Linked DNA regions of Sus scrofa: regions 2 and 3 are each linked to region 1. Evidence: chromatin contacts called from public Hi-C data. All regions are on one chromosome and are shown on one strand. Each heading gives the region's core, a stretch centred on a gene start, on an enhancer-like site or on the middle of the called end of the contact. The rest is flanking DNA. Distances are from core to core; before and after follow the strand shown.

What was found. Hi-C and Micro-C count contacts between places; a contact is called where the count stands out from the background.
Region 2: a Hi-C map of embryonic fibroblasts shows a contact between it and region 1, with 1.6 times the contacts expected there. The contact joins two enhancer-like sites. A contact is called at or near these places in 3 of 47 Hi-C or Micro-C datasets (adipocytes, embryonic fibroblasts and fibroblasts).
Region 3: a contact with region 1 is called in a Hi-C map of embryonic fibroblasts, with 2.3 times the contacts expected there. The contact joins two enhancer-like sites. A contact is called at or near these places in 2 of 47 Hi-C or Micro-C datasets (embryonic fibroblasts and mesenchymal stem cells).

What each region holds. Positions count from the first base shown.
Region 1 is chr1:154,530,846-154,535,211 of Sscrofa11.1, forward strand. No RefSeq gene overlaps it. Among named protein-coding and RNA genes, the nearest start is that of DSEL, 390 kb to the right of the region's middle. Within about 2 kb of position 2,201, at least 3 of the 83 cell types and tissues checked have an H3K27ac peak or open chromatin away from gene starts, as enhancers often do. A contact at or near this core is called in embryonic fibroblasts, where this site is marked.
Region 2 is chr1:154,780,209-154,784,574 of Sscrofa11.1, forward strand. No RefSeq gene overlaps it. Among named protein-coding and RNA genes, the nearest start is that of DSEL, 140 kb to the right of the region's middle. Within about 2 kb of position 2,478, at least 3 of the 83 cell types and tissues checked have an H3K27ac peak or open chromatin away from gene starts, as enhancers often do. A contact at or near this core is called in embryonic fibroblasts, where this site is marked.
Region 3 is chr1:154,681,707-154,686,072 of Sscrofa11.1, forward strand. No RefSeq gene overlaps it. Among named protein-coding and RNA genes, the nearest start is that of DSEL, 240 kb to the right of the region's middle. Within about 2 kb of position 2,430, at least 2 of the 83 cell types and tissues checked have an H3K27ac peak or open chromatin away from gene starts, as enhancers often do. A contact at or near this core is called in embryonic fibroblasts, where this site is marked.

The DNA.
Region 1 (4,366 bases), core at 951-3,450:
CCAAACTAATAACAGATACATCCACTCTCAAAATATTTTTTGGGTACTAGTCTGTTGTTCATTGACAGCAAGAGAGAAATCTGGGTGTACACACATGTGTCAAATCTATACTTGTGTCGCATTTACTCTATTCCCATTAACCAACCCAATGCACATGGTGAAACTTGTGATCAATGAGTGTGGTGATTCCTAAGGGTGTGACTAAAAGGAGGAAATTATGGCAAGCAGTATGCAAATAGCCTATCACAGTTGCCTACAAAACCTAAAGTGGTCTACAGAACTCTGCTTCTTTATCTGTTGTGGAAGGGACAAGGTGTTTTTATGTGGACTTTAAAAAAATGTCACTGGTGTTTCAGCTCAGGAATCTTCAGCAGTTTATATGTTTGCATTCATATGCTTTACTAGGTCATTGGGATACATACCATTTTCTGTTCACCAGACGTGGCATCAATGTGATGGATCGGTGTGACATTTTGTAAAATAGAAATATACTATAATAGAGAGCAAAGGAATCAGCATTGCCTTGAAGTAAGATAATGAAACTATTGCTGTTCTTACCATCAAGTGACAAAATTACATCAGTCCTCTTGACTGATGAAAGAAAACCTTCACCAAATCATTTCCACATACTAAGGACATTTTCTGCCCTAATAGAGATACCAGGTTCAGTCCAGCATTTTCCAGAACTCATTTGTTTTCCGCAGAGATAGGTGGACAGACCAGCTGTTCCTGGCATGTTTGGCCCCTTCATGTCATTTCCGTACTTAGGTGAAATATAGGAGAGGCTAAACAGTGCAAATCAAGTACAGAGGAGTTAACTCTGTGGAGTGAGCTTTGACCAATGAGAAATAAAAGGTGGTAGGAAGCTCAGCAGATAAATTCTGTCTCCTTTCTCCTTCAAGTAGCCTCTTCGGAGAGGTTTGTGGCAGTAGAGCCTGCCTAAAGACATCCTTTGAGGCAAATAGCCGAATCTTGGCATTTGTTCACATCTTGTAAGCAGTGGGCACTGGGTAACAAATCATCTTGCATTTCCTCCATCATCCTCTGCCTCATTTTTCTTTGTCCTCACTCTCATTGACCTGGATTTTCATCTTTCGAATAAAGCATCAGCAATTTATCTTTGCCTCTGGCTGTGTTTTCTAGGATCCTTGGGATGCTGCCAATTTAAAAAAATGTGAAATCTGAGGAGAGACCAAAGGTTGCCCAATAATTATGTCTATTTGTCACAGGCATGGCATGTTTTTGGTTCAAAGTGGATTTCCTTTTTTTCTTTCACAGAGTTTGTTAAGAATTGACCATCTCTTTTGTAAGGTACACTTTCCTTTATATCCCCAATGCATTACTGATCCTCAATCCTTTCTCCTATTCCTGCTCTCTATCGAACCCCATTCAATGATCATCATTCCCAACTTTCTGCTTTCTAACCCAGAAAAATCTTACATGCTTAAAAAAAATATCCAAATTAGTGGAAGTAACAATTACATGAATTGTCTAGACAGGTTAAGCAAAAATGATTTAAAAATGTGCTCGGAGATCTTATAGGCAATTGGAGGTCGATGGATTATACTGCAAATATTAAACAACAATGTCTATATGTTATTGGATTAGTTGATATTTATCTTTTAAGTATTAGTGATCCAAAATTGAATTTTTTATTTTCTGACTGGGGCAGTGTTTAATAACATAGGAAACTTCTATCATTAACCATATAACCAGCAAAAGGGGAAAAAATAGGTTATTCAACTCTGTGCTGTACTGTTGGATTTGATTTTGATCAAAGTCAATTAGCGGAACAATAGTGGTATATATTACCCAGACTATCTCTTAGTTATAAAGTATCTGACTTAGTTTGGTTAACCATCCCTATTTGTATTTCACAGTTATTTCTGTGACCTATATTTGCAACATACCACTTGGATGATCTTTTTTTTTTTTTGCTTTTTAAAGTAAGAAGGAAGGACTTTAAGTGATTGCTATGTCTCAATGGAGAGAAGGTTATCCTATCTTGTAATGCCTTTCTTGATTCTTCTAATTCTGTGTCTCCCTTCAGGGAAAACCCATAATGCTCTGATAAAAGTAAGGAGAAGGAAGAACAATATAAGCAGCAATCCAATGGAATTGCTCAGTCACTGAGGTGATTCACAAGAGAACAAGGATCATGACCATCCACAACAGCCCATTCCCAGTTTTTCCTCTTGGTCAGCAATGCCAAAGAATATGAGAGGAAACAGATGAATAGCCACAGGCTTTATTACGTACACTGGTCTCAGTAAACATCATTGGGAAAAGTAGTAGGTATAAGCTCTTTAAAAACTCTCTGAAGTGTATATAACCTCCAGTTCATCCTTTCTTTAGGTTTTTCAATTTTTCCCTATTGATTTGGATGTTTGGGGGACAAATTATCCCAAGTTCTTTCCACATTCTTCACCCAATTTTGGCCTCATTAGATATGGATAGCTTTGCCCTTAGTAATAGTTTTCTTGATTCAATATTCTCTCATTATTCTGTGAGGTTCATTGCCAGAGAACTCAGGAGGGTTTCATGCACAATTTCAGCTTTCTTTAAAATCAGGAAATAGTCTTGGTTAGGCAACTACTGGGTTTTGCTTCTCAGTTTGGCAAAAGGCAGAATGCAATACTATTAGTTTTGCCCTGTTTTAGACATGCTAAGGAAAATAAGAGCAGATGAATACCTCTGGTTCTTTCCTGCTCTTCCTTTTATAATTATCTTCCATTTCATAATGTACAAAGTCACAATGACTGTGCTTGAAGAGAATGTTGTTAAATCTGACCAAACAAAAATGCTCCTGCCCTAATAAAGGACAGCTTAGGAAGAATTGATATAACAGAAATCTTGGCAAAGAAATGTGGAACATTTTTTTCTTTCTATAATTGCGCTATCATGTGGAATTCTGTGTCCTTCTCACTTTAAGGCTGTCCACTAGAGGATTATTAGTTCTGATGAGTTTGGGTTTTGTTTTTTTCTTTTTTTTTTTTTTTTTCTGTCTCACTAGAGACAGAAGCAAACCTGAGGAAAGGCACACACACACACACACACACACACACACACACACACACATACCTACATGTTTTTTTCTATTCACAAAGAAGAATATATTTTCTATAAAAATTAGTTTTATAAAACTGGATTTCCACTGTTAATAAAATCATAAGCAGCAAAATCCTGCAATGTATTTGCTTTCCTTTAAGTGAAAATCATCTGTTTAGGTGGAGCTCTGGTGGGCACTGACATAACAGATTCATATGTCATCTATGAAGGATTCTTACAGATGTACCACCTTGAAAATCTTGAAAGCCTCGTGGCCATCTCTCAAGCTGCCTGCCCTTGTCCGTGCATGGTGTCAGGGACCCTCATTCCTCTCAGCTTATCTACAGTTCTATATCCCCTAATTCAATTAGACATCCAGTACATGACCCACTGAGAACAAATTTTTGCTGTTTTGTTTCCTTCTGGATCCTTCCCTCCAAAGTGCTGCTGGTTTGTTGTTCTTGAAACATCAACTGTGTTTTATGAAACCTCGAAAATCAGCATTTGGACCTCTTAAAAGTCAGCTGTGCCTTATTGAAGCAAACCTATTCTTAGGTACTTTATTCTGATTCTTTTAAGATGAAGGTGGGTGATTGTGGGCAGATGAAATGAAGGGGGATCAGGAGGGCAGCAGCAATAAGGATAAAAAGAAAATCATTTGTAGAAATATGGTATTTATTGAATAATTTTGAAATAATTCAAGTTGTTATCCCCTCCCTACATTTTACTTATTCTACTAGCCATTCTGTGGGTGCAATATATGTCTGACACCACATAATACAGGTAACAGCCGCAAAATCATACAACCAGTTGACTGCAGAGAGAGATTTGCACATTAGCTTTTTTTTTTAATATAATGATTTTTATTTATTTATTTTTTCATTATAGCTGGTTTACAGTGTTCTGTCAATTTTCTACTGTACAGCATGGGACCCAGTTTAGCTTTATTTTTCCAGTGTTCCACTATCTCAGTTCTATCAGGTGTTGCCTACATTTCCCCAAGATCTACATTAACTACCTCTGTTTACAAGTTAATTGGCCCCTCCTCTACCATCAACCTTCCCACTTCCAGAACTATGAATTCAGTTCCAAGTCTACTCTACTCCTTTCCCTGCCCTGATTTCTTAACTGTACTCTTTCTGCATAATACCATTGCCATCTTGAGGAATTGCTCTCAAAAGAGAAACACCTGTGCTCACCCAATATATGGGGTATGAAATGCTACAGAGTAGATTATGAGTGTTTCAATGAGTGTAAGAAAACAAAAACTAATTTGTTCATACCAGAGACCAGATAGTTTTTGATAAAGGAAAAGTAC
Region 2 (4,366 bases), core at 1,228-3,727, 250 kb after region 1:
GGAGTAGGCAGGCAAGCAAATAAATTAAGGAGTTCCCATTGTGACTCAGCGGTAACAAACTCCACTAATACCCATGAGTATACAGGTTCAATTCCTGGCCTTGCTTAATGGGTTATGGATCCAGTGTTGCTGTGAGCTGGTATAGGTTGCAGATGTGGCTCAATCTGGTGTTGCTGCAGCTGTGGTGTAGGCCGGCAGCTGCAGCTCTGATTTGACCCTTAGCCTGGTAACGTCAATATGCCACACATGCAGCCCAAAATACATACATGCATATATACATGCATAAATATATAAATACATAAATTGAAAGAATTGGGGAGGTTAATTTTAGATAGGAGGATCAGGGAGGGACTTGCCCAAAAGGTATATTTAAGCAAAGACCATGTGGCCAAAGGTTCCTTGGTTACTTATTTGCTACTCTTGGCTGCCCCTCCTTTCTGCACACATGGTAGTCCTGCCATAGCCTACTTTTCTAATCACCTTGGTAACCATCTATGACTATTTGCAGTGAAAGAACAGCAGAAGTAAAGCATGCAATTTCCACCATACTTTTTTTAAAATTACTCAATGAACTTTATTACATTTATAGGTGTATAACAATCATCACAACCAAATTTTATATCATTTCCATCCCAAACCCTCAGTACATCCCCCACCGCCCAACCTGTCTCATTTGGAAACCATAAGCTTTTCAAAGTCTGTGAGTCAGTATCTGTTCTGAAAAGAAGTTCATGGTGTCCTTCTTTTTAGATTCCACATGTCAGTGATAGCATTTGATGCTGGTGTCTCATTGTCTGACTGACTTAACTTTATAAACACTTCCTATAGCTCAATACCAAAAAAATGAACAACCCCATCAAAAAATGGGCAGAAGATCTAAACTGACAGTTCTCCAAAGAAAACATACAGATGGCCAAAAAACACATGAAAAGATGTTCAACATCACTCATTATTAGAGAAATGCAAATCAAAACCACTATGAGGTACCACCTGACACCGGCCAGAATGACCATCATCAAAAAGTCTACAAACAATAAATGCTAAGAGGGTGTGGAGAAAAAAGAACCATATTACACAGTTGGTGGGAATGTAAATTGGTGTAACCATGGTGGAAAACAGTATGGAGATTCCTCAGAAAACTAACAATAGAATTACCATTTGATTCAGCAATGCCACTCCTGGGCATCTATCCAGAGAAAACCATGACTCAAAAAGACACATGTACTGCAATGTTCATTGCAGCACACTATACAATAGCCAAGACATGGAAACAACCTAAATGTCCATCAACAGAAGAGTGGATAAAGAAGATGCAGTACATATACACATATACTCGGTCATTAAAATGAAAGAAATAACAGCATTTGCAGCAGCATGGATGGACCTAGAAATTATCATCCACCATACACCATACTTTTTTAAAAAGTAAATCCTTTTGACCTGGATTTTCTCTTTCTTCATGTTCACCATGCTGATGACAATGGTGTCCCAAAGGAATAAAGACACTAAACAGGAAAGGATATAGACTCCTTGACAGTGATGTGGAGCAATGACGTGCCTGGAATTGGGAGATGTAAAGATCTCCTTGTTCAGCATATTCGATTTAGGATCACTTTGTTATAAAAGCTTAGCTTTACTCAAATGACACAGATCAGTAAGAAGCAAGGGTGGAAGGTGGGAATATCAGGGAGCAGGAGTGACACAGGCAAATTCCCTGAGGAAGCAATGTTCCTGGCACATTTGAGGGCCATCAGAAAACTCTACAGGTGAATGGGGAGAAGAAGGTGAGAGTTGAAAGAGACAACATTGGAGAGGAAAGAGGGTTCAATCCTTTTTTTTTTTCTAATTTTTGTATTTTCTCTAAAGTAGAAGTTATAAAATATGAAATACCTGTAAACTATTTTAAGGAACTTGACTCTAAACATTTTGGGATTCTATTAAAAAGATTAAAATAGAAGAGCAGGAGCTGAGTTGTATTATAAAAGCATTGCTCTGGCCACTCTGCTGAGACTAGTCTGTAAGGAGGCAAAGCAGAAGGAAGGAGATAAATTAGGAAAAAAATATTGATATGAAATCATTTCTTACTTGAATCAAGGTGCTAGCTATGACTGCAGTCAATGTGACTAGGTGGTGAGAAGTGATTAATGTGGATATATTTCGAAATAGAGCCCATAAGTTTTTCTAGACCTTTGGAAAAGGACTGTGAGAAAAAGAAATAACTCAAAGATGATCCCAGTGTTTTGGCTTGAGGTCCTGGGAGAATGAATTTCATATTCTGGGCAAGATGGAACATTTATATATGGATTTTGTCTCTACAATAATTTTTTAAAGTAATGGAAATTGTTCTTTCCCACATCTGAACAAATGTCCTAGAAACTATAAAACAAAGACATGACTAGTGCATATTCAACTCAGACATGAAATTGCAACACTGTCTTATCGGAAATAAGGTTTAATGTTTCACCTCTTCTTCAAGTCACAAAAAATGTGCAGTTGCAACACAGAATTAATCATGGGCTGAGTGAACACACTCTCCAAACTCTTTCTCATTACTGAGCTGCAAGAGGGAAACTTCTTGACAAACTGCTATTTCTCAACATCATCTTTATCATCCTCAAATGTTCTAATTCTGAGTTAGAAAGAGAATCCTGACACCTGGCTGTAAGTTTAAGTTGAACTGCGTCATGCTGCTTAGCTGTTTCTCTGGTCCTTGCCTTGCAGTCACCATGCTGACTCTTTACAATGAATGTGGGTTGGAAGGAGCAGAATCACTCAGTAAAATGTTATCAGTCACTTCACCCAGTTCTGTAATAAGACTAAACTCAAAACATTATTCAAAGGGGCTAGAACACGCAATTTTCAACATTGCAAGTTGCCTTTAACAAAAATATATACATAAGACTATTTTCACTAAAAGTAATTCCTTTATTAAGTAAGGCCCTTCTGACACCAACTTCTGAACTCTAAGTAGTTAGTTCTGATTCCCGGAGGTTTTTATGTGCTACCAACACTTATGATTTGTGAGAGGTATGCTTTCTCTTTGGTAAATTGGGAAGAGTGTTAGTGAAAGGAAGAGAAGGGTTGGCATTAGAGCAAGAGTCTTCCTAGTGTATCAATTTTAGGAAAGAGGACATGTGGACATGGGGAATTTTAAGACTGCCCATGATCAAGTGTCTCTTTCGTGTTGCCTGAGGGGTCTGCATGACCCATGGAAAAGCACAGCATCTGAGAAATGAAATACAGCACAGTTCCCCAGCAGCATTAATCAACACAGTAGTCATGGGTTTCAATATGTTCAATTAAACTTTTTTCAAAAGTAGTGATTCCAAATGACTTATTAAATTCTACTTGTATTGCCTACATTTTAGTTGAACAATTTATGCTTTATCCATGTTATTTTCCCTCCATTGGGCCATTATGTTCTTTTCTCCCTTTTACTATCTTGAGTTGAATACTCACTTCATGTACTACCAGTCTCAATTATATGAGAAAAATGCTAAAATATTAAATGTAAAAATAATAAGTATAACTCTTTCATAAATTCTCCCAAACTCAAAAGGCCATAGGAATATTTTCTATAAGTCCTTCTATCACATTTCTCTGGCCTCAGCTATTGTAATTCACAAATAAACTATGTTCATATAACCATTATCTCATCTAGATTATAAATCTCCTGGGGACCACAATGTCACCCATATGTCTATTGCCTCAGATGAACAGTCTCTGGCATAAGAACAGAGTTTAGAAAAATTGGTATGTGATGGCAGGAGAGCTAATTTTAAGGGACAGGATTTTTCAATCGACTGCTCCACTCTTTTCCTGTTCTCTTCTTTGCTTCTCTTGTAAAATAGTGCCTTTTCTTTATATAACAGGAGGAGAATCTAAAGTGCCTTGTATTCATTTTTGATCCAAAATAGAGTCTTTTGTAGAAGCCTGTAAATAAGTGTTACTAGTCATTACATTGGAAAAGGTATCAACCATTTAAGGCTGTATTAGAAGTTTACAATTGCTATTGCCAGAATGTAGAGTTTTGTGTTGTTTATTGTTTGTGGGGATTAAAATTAAAAATTGAAGTTAAAGTATATGTATAAACATACAAATATATGTACTTTAATTAATTTCATACACTGGATATTCACAGTGAAACAATTCAGCAAAGTTATTTAGATCTATCTTCTTGCCCTTATTTGTGTGTATATTTAGTTCTATGCAACTTTATTACATGCAAAGACTCATGAGACCACTACCACAGTCAAAATGCAGAACAATTTTGTCACAAACTTCCTCAGGCCACCTTTTGTAACACAATCACCTCTCTGTCCTTGATTCCCTAATACATGGCAACAATTAATCCATTCTCCACTTC
Region 3 (4,366 bases), core at 1,180-3,679, 150 kb after region 1:
ATTTTCAAAAGAGTATGAACTTGTGTTTTGATGAGAAACATTAATTCTCTTAAATTAAGCTTTACTCTAGGCACATAGTTTAAAAACTACCTTTAGGAGAATATCCAATCATTTATACTAATTCATTCTCAAGTATAAGGAACCTACAGGGGAAATTATTAATTGAAGAGTGAGGCAATATTTTTTGTTATTTGTACAGTTTAAATAATATGAAGTCAATGATAAACTACATAAAAATGTAAAAAAATCATTTGGAGTACTAATAAGTTTTCAAGCAAATAGAATGTTGTGTTCTGTGAAAATTATGCTTATCAAAATTATTTGCCTTTATGGAAGCAAAACTTATATGCAATAATGTTGCAACTATGGAATGCAAAACAGAGAAGTGAAGAAAACATAATAATATCAATAGTTTTCATTTTTAAGATATGTTGATTTCTCCTCAAGGCAGAGAATACAGTCATGCATGCAGGCAGATGATGAATGTGGTGAACTAGTCATCTATTAAACTAGGGATGGTCATGACTTCATTCAAACAGACATATGTGTTAACTATAGAAGAAATCCTACATTCAGTGACTACAAAGTAGAAAAAGAAATATCAAAAGAGGTAATATTGGAAAAGCAATGTGATTATCTTACTTTAAGACTTACCAAAAGTGCTGAGGAGAAAATACAGTTTCCAGGTATGTATGTTACCTCTTTTCCACCTAGTCTTCTCTCTTTTAAGGGTTGATTTCAGATGTTCATATTCAGAAATCCCCAGTTGTTGTTAGTAGGGGCAGAGTTTCATAAGATGTAAAAATTAAACTAAAGTTTTTCTCAAAAGTAGCAATGAGAGGCAAAGCTTAATTATACCAGGCAATCATAATTTTTTCTAAGTTAACCTAATAGTGATGTATTTGATCCATTGTTGATTGTATGCTAAACTAGTTTTTACCTTTAAAAAGGTTGTCATAGACATATGAACACATTACTATTAGTTGAAATGAGTGCAGAATGAACTTTTTAACATCTTCAATAGTGTTATTTGAATAATTAGTTCTATTAAAATACAACCTGAGATATAATATTTGATTGTTCAAACTATAACTGCATAAAAGATGTAAGTATAGCCTTTTGAGATTGTGCTGCTCATGTTACAGGCTGTCTTATTCACACACATGAAGTCTGTAAAGCCCAGAATTAATCCCTAAGGCATGTTAATGCAGTTCTTTGACAACTCTTATTAACTATAACAAGGTATTTAAATTGCAGATACCCTGCTGACTGAATATTCAAAAGGCACCTGACAGCTCCACACCAGAATACCAGATGCTGCTTGCAGAACATTCCATGTTTTATTTTGTGATTTATGAACGATCAACTTAGTTTTAGTACTTTTCTGGCATTAGAGGAAAAAAACAAGAAAAGAAGGAAGGAAAGATGAAAAGAAGGAAGAAAAGGAGGAAGGAAGGAAGGGGGTCACTCAGATGTCAAGAACCAATCATATGACACTTATACATTCTTTTCCTCACAACTGATATTTGAACACAGATCTTCATGCCTCTTTATCTCACCTCTCCCATTCTGTTGGCCCCACTCTACTCTTCAATGTGGAAATTTCTGATTTTCCAGTCTTTCCATGACATCATCAATTGAAATTATTTTACGTTACTAGAATTTAAGTATATGGTTGTCTTTATTTTACTTAATTTTAATATTAATTAATTAACATCTTTAAAAAAACTGGTGTTGTTTTTGCTTTACCCAAAAGACAATGATTTATACCCTTTGGGGCTTTTGATAATCTTCATAATTAATCATTATCAGGTGATTGTTCTTTTCAAAGGCAACGATGGAAAATTTTAGCTGCAGAACAATTCCCCAGGGAATGGGAAGGGTAACCATTCTTATACCCTACCACAAACTCTGAATACAGATTTAGCCCTCCCTCCCATTATTGTACTTTTCCTTGAACAGGATGCCACAGCAGAATACAATGAAATAACCATGAATGTCAGAGTCTGACAGACTTGGTCTTAGTTCCATTTCCACCTCTTTTTGGTCTGCATATTTGCATATTCTCAGCCTCAAATTTTTTTCTTTCTTGTAACTGACAGCACAATGTCTGCTCCTCGAGGTTGATATAAAAATTAAATTGCTAATAGGAACTTTAAATGGGTTGACATTGCATTAAAAAAAATTATTGACATTTGTCATTTGGTCATAATGTATTATGATTATGTCAGTCTTTCTCAACTACATTTTTTAAAATTTAGTTTTATTATTTTTAAGAAGTAGGGGTATGAAATATGGGAATAATGAAGGGAACTGAAAAAGGAAACTCAAGAGGTTATAAATAGATATCGAGTGAATATTCCATTCACACAAACTGCCACATTAAGATTTAGTAGTTTTATGACTTTTCAGAATGGAATGTTTGTCCTTGCTGACCTTGCTCCCTCCCTGATTCTTACCCTCCACCCTTGCTGTCAACAGTCTGTGCCCAGTCCTTCAGTTACAATCCAAAGCAGCTCTTCTACTCAATGAAAGGCTCCTTTTGTACTTAAATCCAAAGACTCCAAGCTCTTTTTAAACTCCCTCATTTGGACTATGAACTCTGAAGCTTTCTAACCCCCTGTACTTCTTTTTTCATATATTTGAATGTTTGCAGTGAAATGTACATAACATAAAATTTGCATTGGAACCATTGCTAAATGTAGAATTCAGTGACATTAGTTGCAAGTATCATCATTATTTCCAAAATGTTTCATCACTCCAAACAGAGACCCTGAGACCACTTTACTCATTTTTCCTCACCATGGCCCATGGTAATTTTTATCGCATTTGCTCTTTCTCTGTTTCCCTGTTCTAAATTTTTCATGTAAGTGGAATCATACAGTATTTTTCCTTTTGTGTCTGGCTTATTTCACTTAGCATAATGCTTTCACAGTTCTTGTATATTGTAGCCTGTATGAAAATTTTGTCACTTTTTTATGGTTGAGTCTTTCATTTCATTGTCTTAGTTTTCTAGGGCTGTGATAAGAAAAGTCCACAAACTGGGACTTAGGGCTGTCCTCTCACTTCAAGCCATTTGTTCTTCCCAAATAGTACTGTGCTGCAGAGTTAGGCTGAGCTGGCAGGGCCTTGAGGATCTCTATCTCAGCACAACTGAAAGCCCATTGTGGTGCCCCCCTAACATTTGAGTCAGACTTGCTGGGAAGTTCTGCACAACCAATCCTTCCTGCTGCCTTGGAATGTCCCCATAGCCAATCTCACTGGCTACAAAATGAATTCAGGAGTCTCCTTTACAAGAAAACATGTGCTTGTGGGTACTTTCACATGCCAATTCTTGAATTACTTGGGGTTTATTTTTGTTTGTTTGTTTTTGTTTGTTTGTTTGTTGTTTTTTTAGGGCCACACCTGTGGCATATGGAAGTTCCCGGGCTAGGGGTCAAATTGGAGCTCTAGCTGGTGGCCTGTACCATAGCCACAGCAATGCAGGATCCAAGCCGCGTCTGGGACCTACACCATAGCTCACGGCAGTGCCAAATCCTTAACCCACTGAGCAAGGCCAGGGATTGAACCTGCGTACTCATGGATACCAGTCATATTCGTTTCCACTGAGACACCATGCGAACTGCCACACTTCGGTATTTTTGTTTGAAAAACACTGATACCAATGATGATGAAGCCATGATTTGCGAGGGCTTATAAAGCAATACTCACTCTGCTAAATGCTTTGTCTATGTTACCAACTTTATCACTGTTCCATGAAAAAGACACTGTGGAACAAAGTCTTACCATTGTTATTTCACACATTATTGCATAAGGAAGGGCAGTCTCTATAGAGATTAAATAACAAGTCTAAGTCCAAATAGCAGGGAAAGAATTTGGAACCAGACATGTCTGACCCCAAAATGTAAACTCTGTAGCTGAATGCCATCCTAAGAAAAGCAATCCTTGCTGGTAAGGAAAGTTAAATAGAATAACTTGAGTGCAGTACTACTCTGCTGCTCTGGATGTTTACATGATCTCCTTATGTGATTCTAACAATTGTGTAGAAAGCTGGACACAAATGGGAGCTCCAACTGTAGCTGTGTTGATCTGCAAATCTACAAATCAATATCTATTTTAAGTATTTAGTGGCAATTACTTCCAATAATAAAGTCTTTAAAAATTGAACGTAATTTTGTATAAAACATGTCATTTGATTATCAGCATCTGTCACCTTAAATTAGGTGACAATAAGTGACAATATGAATTTTATTACTCCTAAATACAGTGTAAAGATATGCATTGAAACATATTGGAATATGAAACCCACTTCCTGAAAGATTCAATAATGGATTCCTAAGGTACAGCTTCCATATGCTAAAATGAA